Linked DNA regions of Sus scrofa: region 2 is linked to region 1. The links are chromatin contacts, called in public HiChIP or PLAC-seq maps. All regions are on one chromosome and are shown on one strand. The core of a region is the stretch at or near the end of the contact, and the rest is flanking DNA. Distances in the headings are between cores, read along the strand shown.

What was found. HiChIP or PLAC-seq counts read pairs in DNA pulled down with a chosen protein or histone mark.
Region 2: a contact with region 1 is called in an H3K27ac HiChIP or PLAC-seq map of alveolar macrophages. The contact joins two enhancer-like sites. A contact is called at or near these places in 3 of 47 Hi-C or Micro-C datasets (liver and skeletal muscle) and 1 of 2 datasets of contacts at active chromatin or transcription factors (alveolar macrophages).

Annotation. Positions count from the first base shown.
Region 1 is chr1:32,047,745-32,051,992 of Sscrofa11.1, reverse strand. All of the region lies in intron 4 of LOC106508846 (a long non-coding RNA gene), which reads left to right. Among named protein-coding and RNA genes, the nearest start is that of ARG1, 30 kb to the right of the region's middle. Within about 2 kb of position 2,647, at least 3 of the 83 cell types and tissues checked have an H3K27ac peak or open chromatin away from gene starts, as enhancers often do. A contact at or near this core is called in alveolar macrophages, where this site is marked.
Region 2 is chr1:32,244,504-32,248,728 of Sscrofa11.1, reverse strand. All of the region lies in intron 8 of AKAP7 (A-kinase anchor protein 7), which reads left to right. Among named protein-coding and RNA genes, the nearest start is that of AKAP7, 120 kb to the left of the region's middle. Within about 2 kb of position 2,693, at least 8 of the 83 cell types and tissues checked have an H3K27ac peak or open chromatin away from gene starts, as enhancers often do. A contact at or near this core is called in alveolar macrophages, where this site is marked.

The sequences.
Region 1 (4,248 bases), core at 1,398-3,897:
TCAGATCCCTCCTTGCTGTGGCTGTGGTGTAGGCTGGCAGCTGCAGCTCCAATTCAACCCCTAGCCTGGAAACTTCCATATACTGTGGGTGCAGCCCTAAAAAGACAAAAAAAAAAAAAAAAGAGAAAAGAAAGAAGTATATCCAACACTTTATAGATATTATTACATAATAAATAATGCCATCATGATATACCAAATACATTGAGAATGTCGATCTTCTTTTAGATATGAGAAAACTGAGGCTTTGCACCTGGGATTTAAATCCACATCCATCTATCCTAAGAACATACACTGTTTTTAATTTAATGTAGTGATGGGAACAATGGGGATAGGGAGAGACTTAGTAAACTTTTGGGTTATCTTTAAAAAAGTATTAATTGAATACCCAGTCTGCAGAATGAGATTTAGAACTGTGAAAATTTTCCCCCTTGGACTTTAATTAGAGATGTCTGATTTTTTTCCTCTACATAAATTCAAATCTTTATACTATGGACATTTACTGGACAAATTTGAAATGAGGACATAAATGTTTCCGGATATTTCTTCCCTCTCCTGAAAATTTTGCTGATTTGTTCTTGATAGTTCCTATAAATACCTCTGTGGGATGGGAAAGTGTAAAGTTAGGAGGAATGACCCGGCCAGAATGAACTATGATTCATGATAACATGTAATTCCCTTAAATGTTTAAATTTAAAATCCGTGTAAATGAATAACCTTTTAAAAGACATGCTGCATCACCAGTGGAGTTTGACAAATGCTTCTAATTACTTAATGCATTACATAGGTAAGAAAGCTAAATACTCTTAGACCTCATTGCTATTTCAGATCAAATGAGAGATGGGTGCATTGATTTGCCATGCATGTTTGTGTGTGTGTGTGTGTGTGTGTGTGTGTGTGTGTAGAATTCATTCAAAGAAACTTTTGAAATCTCAGATGTAAAAAGAGATTAAATTCCACGTGGAATGTGAAAAAAACTCTTCAATTGGTTAATACTGACAATTCTCAACTATAGCTACAATTTATTTTATGTTAAATTATATTCTAAAGCTAATTTGTCTGTTCTTTTACGAGATTAATTTATTATATGTAATCTAGCGCCCCCTTGTGTAATAGATTTTATTAACAAAGTTTGGGAACCAGTATTTGTATACTACGGATACTTTCCTGTAAATCATGTATCTGATAAAGTTTTGGTATCCGTGGCATATAAAGAATTCTTACAGGAGTTCCCGTCGTGGTGCAGTGGTTAACAAATCCGACTAGGAACCATGAGGTTGCGGGTTCGATCCCTGGCCTTGCTCAGTGGGTTAAGGATCCGGAGTTGCCGTGAGCTGTGGTGTAGGCCGGCAGCCACAGCTCCGATTAGACCCCTAGCCTGGGAACCTCCATATGCCACCGCAGTGGCCCAAGAAAATAGCAAAAATACAAAAAAAAAAAAAAAAAGCAATGAATTTGAATATGCATTTTTTCTCTAAATGTATATTCTTACATGGCCAATGAGCACATGAAAATATGGTCACATTTGTCCTTAGAGAAACGTAAAATAAAACCACAATCCAATAGCACTTCACATCTTCTTGGATGGCTTATATATTGTGTTTTGATTTCCAATTTTAGTCCTTGGATCATGGTATTATTTTATCTTTATTTTTTGGTTTGTATTTCCAAAGTCATACACAATAAAAAAAATATAGAAAGGAGCAAGGTTGAAATTTTCAGGTTTCATGCTTTGCCTATAACTGTCATTGAACCAAAACCACGTATGCATTGGAACGTTTCTTAAGAAAATCAGATTCATTCTCAGGAGGGAGGAAAAATAACTTTGTAAAACAGGAGAATTAGTTCTCAGAGATTCTTGGAATTTCAGGGTAAGAAGAAATTGTGGTGATGGAGCGAGGGGCAGAATGTGGCTGACATTTGTTTTTCCTGTGCAAATACAGCTGTCACTGTGTGGTGTGGCACAGGCTACAGGGCATGGTTAGTCCTTCCATGGAGCATGGGTTTATGACAGACTTCTCTTTTTTTAAAAAATTGTGGTACACATACAGAGAACAAACTACTCATTACCAGTAAGACGGGGAGGGGCAACATAAGAGGTGGAGAAGTGGGAGTTACAAACTATTGGGTGTAAGATAGGCCACAAGGATGTATTGTACAACACAGGAATATAGCCAATATGCTAACAGTAAGTGGAGTGTAACCTTTAAAAACTGCATATGTTGGGAAAATGAGTCATCGTCTGTGAGTCTCCTCTTCAGGAAATATTGCTGTAAGACAAAAATCAGTTGAGCAAATATAGTTTGGGGTGCTTTGTTCAAAAAATGTGATAAAAATCACGTAACATAAAATTTACCGTCTGAACCATTTGTAAGTGTGTAGAGTACAGTAGTGATAGGCAGAGGTACTTTGCTGTGCACCAGAACTCTAGACCTTTTCATCTTGTAAAATAGAAACCCTGTATCCATTGAACAACTCCCCTTTTCCCTTCCTGACAGTTTTCCTTTTTTCAGGAAATCTCATGTGAACACCAATATGTGAAGAGGTAGAAGCTATGTTGCCGTAATCCATGGCAAGGGAGGTGGCACCCTTTCCCTGGGACCCCCCTCCCTGTTGATGCTCAGGCTTGTGCACTCTGTGACTCTAGGCTTTTCAAGACTGTGGTTTCACACAATCAGAGACTTAGCTCTTCCCCACTGTAAAGGGTAGAACAGTACCCTATCTATCCCCCAAGTTCATATGTTGACGTCTCAACCCCCAGTACCTCAGAATGAGATCCTATTTGGCAATAGGGTCTTTATAGAGGTAATCAAGTTAATATGTGGTCATTAGGGTACACCCTAATCCAACAGGACTGGCGTCCTTATAAAAGGGGGAAATTTGTGACAACCAAGGCAGAGGTGGCGGTGATGCTTCTAAAAACCAGAGCACCTAGAATTGCTCATAAACCACCAAAAGCTGAGGAGAGATTCTCTCTCACAGCCCTCAGAAAGAACCAGTCCTACTGACACTTTCACCTTGGACTTCTAGCTTCTAGAACTGTGAAAGAATAGATTTCTATTTTTTTTGATGACAGCCCTAGCCAGCTAATACTCCCACATTTCCCATCAGTGAAGCTGTGGATTGCTATGGCTGCTGGATATGGCCAACACAGCCAACAGAGACTTAAGTTTTAGGCTGAGTAGTTACAAATCCCCAGAGATATGACAACTTTGTACTATAATGCAGTTACAGGTTATGGAAAATAATTAACTCAGTGAAAAATGTGCTTTCTAATTGGCCATAAAGGAGAGCAGAATATGCACCCCCAAATATGCCTCTTTGGCATAAGGATTGTCTTGAGCTGGTCTTTTTTAAGAAATAGCAGACACAAGGGAAGCTTTGAAAACTGAACAGAAGTTACCCTTTGGTCAGGGACATTTCCATTTATCAGGGAAATCTTCATTGGTGAGGGTGTCTCCCTCTCTGTACCAGAAAGAGAAAGATGATGAAATTGCTACAATCTCTTGTCAGTGGAGAAGGCAGCAACTTAAATTGATATAATAATTAAGTGAAATCTTTTTTAAAATTGTTATTTCCCCAATACAGTTTTTTTTCTACTGTACAGCATGGTGACCCAGTTACACATATATGTACACATTCTATTTTCACACATTATCATGCTCCATCATAAGTACTAGACATAGTTCCCAGCACTACACAGCAGAATCTCATTGCTAATCCATTCCAAAGGCAATAGTTTGCATCTATTAACCCAAAGCTCCCCATCCACCCTACTCCTCCCCCTCCCCCTTGGCAACCACAAGTCTATTCTCCAAGTCCAGGATTTTCTTTTCTGTGGAAAGGTTCATTTGTGCCATATGCTAGATTCCTGATATAAGTGATAACATATGGTATTTGCGTTTCTCTTTCTGACTTGACTTTACTCAGTATGAGAGTCTCTAGTTCCATCCATGTTGCTGCAAATGGCATTATCGTGTTCTTTTTATGGCTGAGTAGTATTCCATTGTGTATATATACCATATCTTCCTGATCCAATCATCTTAGGTGGACATTTGGGTTGTTTCCATGTCTTGCCTATGGTAAATAGTGCTGCAATCAACATGCGGGTGCACGTGTCTTTTTTAAGGAAAGTTTTGTCTGGATATATGCCCAAGAGTGGGATTGCTGGGTCATATGGTAGTTCTATGTATAGATTTCTAAGGTACCTCCATGCTGTTCTCCGTAGTGGTTGTACCAGCTTACATTCCC
Region 2 (4,225 bases), core at 1,444-3,943, 200 kb before region 1:
TCGTGGTTTAGTGGTTCACAAACCCGACTAGTATCCAAGAGGATTCGGGTTCGATCCCTGGCCTCGCTCAATGGGTTAAGGATCCGATGTTGCTGTGAGTGGTAGTGTAAGTCACAGACACGACTTGGATCTGGTGTTGCTGTGGCTGTGGTGTAGGCCAGAAGCTCCGATTTGACTCCTAGCCTGGGAACCTCCATATGCTTCAGGTGCAGTCCTAAAAAGACCAAAAAAAAAAAAAAAAAAAAAAAAAAAGGGAGTTCCCGTCATGGCTCAGTGGTTAAGGACTCCGCCTTGGAAGCATGAGGTTGCGGGTTCGATCCCTTGCCTCGCTCAGCAGCTTAAGGACCCGGCATTGCCGCGAGCTGTGTTGTAGGTCCCAGACTCGGCTGGGATCTGGCAGAGCTGGGGCTCTGGCGTAGGTCGGTGGCTACAGCTCCCATTCGACCCCGAGCCTGGGACCCTCCTTATGCCCTGGGTGTGGCCACAGGGAATGGCAAAAAAAAAAAAAAAAAAAAACCCAAAAAACCAAAAAAAAAAAAAAAAAAAGGAGTTCCCATCGTGGCGCAGTGGTTAACGAATCCGACTAGGAACCATGAGGTTGCGGGTTCGATCCCTGCCCTTGCTCAATGGGTTAACGATCCGGCGTTGCCGTGAGCTGTGGTGTAGGTTGCAGACGCGGCTCGGATCCCGCATTGCTGTGGCTCTGGTGTAGGCTGGTGGCTACAGCTCCGATTCAACCCCTAGCCTGGGAACCTCCATATGCCGCGGGAGCGGCCCAAGAAATAGCAACAACAACAACAACAAAAAGACAAAAGACAAAAAAAAAAAAAAAAAAAAATTTTCAAAAAAGGCCCAAACTCTCAGTGCTGAAAGCAGGGGACTTTGGAGGCAGGTGGACTCAGCTTGCATCCTTGGCTGTACCACTTAGTATTCTAAGTAACTTCTCTAAGCCTCCGTACCCTCATCTTAAATATCTATTTATTGTGAGAATGAAATAAGCTATGGCTATAAAATGCCTGACACTGTGGTTGGAATAATTCTCTTGACCCAGTAAATAGGATTTCTCTGTAACAAATGAGAGTGTACTGTACAAATGTTACATCTAAGAAATCAGCTTGGCAGACTATGGTTTTATTTTCATCATGTCCAGGAGGGGAAAAGAGGGACTTGGGATTTCCGACTTTGGATCGTGGAGTGGACGTCCAGCATTTTTCTGTGTAGCTTCCGTCCCTCTGGGGGCCTCCCTCTCCCTCTCCTTGGGTTTCTGTCCATCACGAGGTCTTGCTTTCCTGCCCTGAGAGGGATACATGGTCCAAGTGGAGTTAACCAGTCTTTCTATAAAGATTTGATAAGAGGGTCTGTCTTCCTTTTGGGTTGTGAATGGAAAGCTGTAAGCTTCAGATTGATGGCTGGCAGGGAGTGAAGGGGAGTCTTCCTGAGAAGGAACATGGCGCAGAAGGAGGGGGCCAGAGAAGGAAAGAGGAGATGATCCTGAAGATATTGTTGGAGCCTCTGAGCTCAGCCGAAGTAGGACCCTCTCTGTTATATTGAAGCAATAAATCGTCCTTGTTTAACTTGCTTGGGTTAAGTTTTTGTCGCCTTCAACCAAAAGGCTTCCGTTATATTCTAGAGGACACTCCGTGTATGTAAGAGCAGCCCCATTCTGGAACAAATCTTTTAAACCTAGTGAAGAGGTAAAAAGTCTTTGATTTCTTCGGACCTTTCATGTTCCACCTTAGTGGCCATAAAATTTAGCCTTAAGTGAGAGCTGTTATGAAGACTAATTCAGTTCACTTCAACTAGGAAACATCGTGGAGCACATCACATTTGGAAAGTTCGGAGCCAAGGGTTAGGAAGATACAGTGAAGATACATGATCTGTATTGTTGAAGGGTTTCTTTCTTTTTTCCATGTTTAAAGTGTTATTGAAGTATAGTTGTTGTGATAATTTCTGCTGTACAACAAAGTGATACAGTTATACGTATACACACATTCATTCGTTTTCAGATTCTTTTCCCATACACATTTTTGAAGGAGGTATATTGGATCCCAACACTTTTCATGCCCTGAAAGGAAAAAGCCAATAGGAAGGATCTTGATGTTCTCAGTCCAACAAGCAAACCCCACCCCTTCCATACCAGGGAAGTTACAGAGCTAAGTCAGCCAAATAGTGAAAGTGAGTTAATTCCCTATTACAGAAGCTCCTGTCACACAGCGGTTACAGCTTGACATGGGCAAACAGTTTCTACAACAAACAGTTTAGCAGATAAAATTTCCTTTAAACAAGCATTTATAATGTCAGAGGTACAAATTAATAGATCTTGGAACTATTAAAACCAGCCTTTGCATTGTATAGTAATGTTCTTTGCCCTTAGCAAATAGTCAGAGGCAAAAACTGAATTATATGATGAAAATATAAAGAATAATTGTAGTTTTAATTTAAAGTTATGCTAGCTAGGACATAAATAATGTTAATTTTACTAAAGGTTGAGGCAGAGGCTTATAATTTTGTTTCTACACACTGCCCCCTAGACTTACAAATTTAGTCAAGAACATTTGTAAACCTCAGATATGTATACAGAAAAATTATCTTTATAGGAAGAAAGTGACATGAAAACAGGATGTTTAGCGTACATAGAGAGAAGATTTCATATTCTCCAGAGAGAGAAGTCACCCAGTTGGTAAGAATCCCATGGTAAAGACTGATTCACTTTTTTTACGTGTCTCAGCGGCCCCTCCCCACCCTTTGTGGTTAGATCGTTGGTGTTGGCATTTGCCATGTGAATTACATCAGGTTTCAATTTGATGTCTTACATCTGACTGTTAGAGCAAAAATAAAATTCACACTTTCTAAGCATTTAAAATATTCAGCTAAAGTTAGCTGCGAAGCTCAGCTTTTCCCGAGTTTTGATTGATGCTTATGATAGCTAATAAACTGGCAAGCAGATGATGTGTTAATCTAAAACTTTCTATCTAGATCTGTAGCAGTCAGACCTTATTTAGAATTCTGACAATGGGGAGTGTGTCTTGAGGAGGAAGGCCAGGGTGGCGAGGAGCCTGGAAACCACAGCATAAGAGGAAGACTGAAGGACTCCAGGTGCTTAGCTTGGATGGTAAATTGTCTTCAGCCATTTGGAGGATTCTTTAATGTGGAAGGGAAAGAAGTTATTCTGTATGGCTTCAGGGGGCTAACATTGGGACAGTGAGTGTTCATTTTAACACATTTTGGTGATTTTGGAAGCCAAATGATATAGATATGTTAAACCCAGTAGTATTCGAATTATGCTTGGATAACTTTGGTTATAAATAATGAAAATACTGAAAGGGAGTTCTAAAACACAAAGACTTTATCATAGTCAGATTTTGCATTAATCATTTTTATTACCTAAGAGGATATTTTGAGGCAGAGTTTTTCGAACTGTTTTAAGCCACCAACCTCTTTCTTTAAATAGAAGACCAACATTTTTTTTGAAAAAAAGTATGCCTCTTTATTATTTCATATTTTATAGTGACTATTAATGGCTCTTTTAATTAGTACCTATAGGCTCAGTAACCTTGCTTTAAATGTAAATCAGCTATAAAGGAAAAAATAAAAACCATTAAAAAAAACCCAAATGTAATGTACAACTTTGGGTTCTTGTCTAGGTACACTGTTGTATTACTGATGTGCCACATAAAATGTTGATTATTGAACTCCGTAGTAACAGTGGGCGATTGGTATCAACAGGTCCTAGAGATAACAAGCTAAGATATATTACCTATTGTATGATTGTCTTTATGAATGAGATTTTGTGAAAACATTTTGTCCAAATTTACATCTGTTTTAAATTAATTTTCTATAGTATGGGTAGAGTAAATTTAAAATAAAAATTCATTGTGATACATTCATACCGTGTAATGTACACCATATACTTAATCTTCAATGTAAAATTAGATACACAGATTTTTAGATTTTATAAAACCTGAAAGTATGTATGTAAAATTGTATGAAATCTGAATATTAAATTGAAAGGCAGAGTAAACAAATTGTTCTAAGGGGAAGCAAGGTCATGAAGTATGCAGTTTTTATTTTTAAAAGTCCGCTTCATAGCTGCTCTTAATTCTGTACCCTTTGCCTCTGTTATTCATGTCTTAGTCCTCCTGAATTTACATTGTGGGGGAAAAACACAGAAATAATTTATGTCAGGATCCAGTCAAGAAAATAGGAATTACGCCAGTTATTTTAA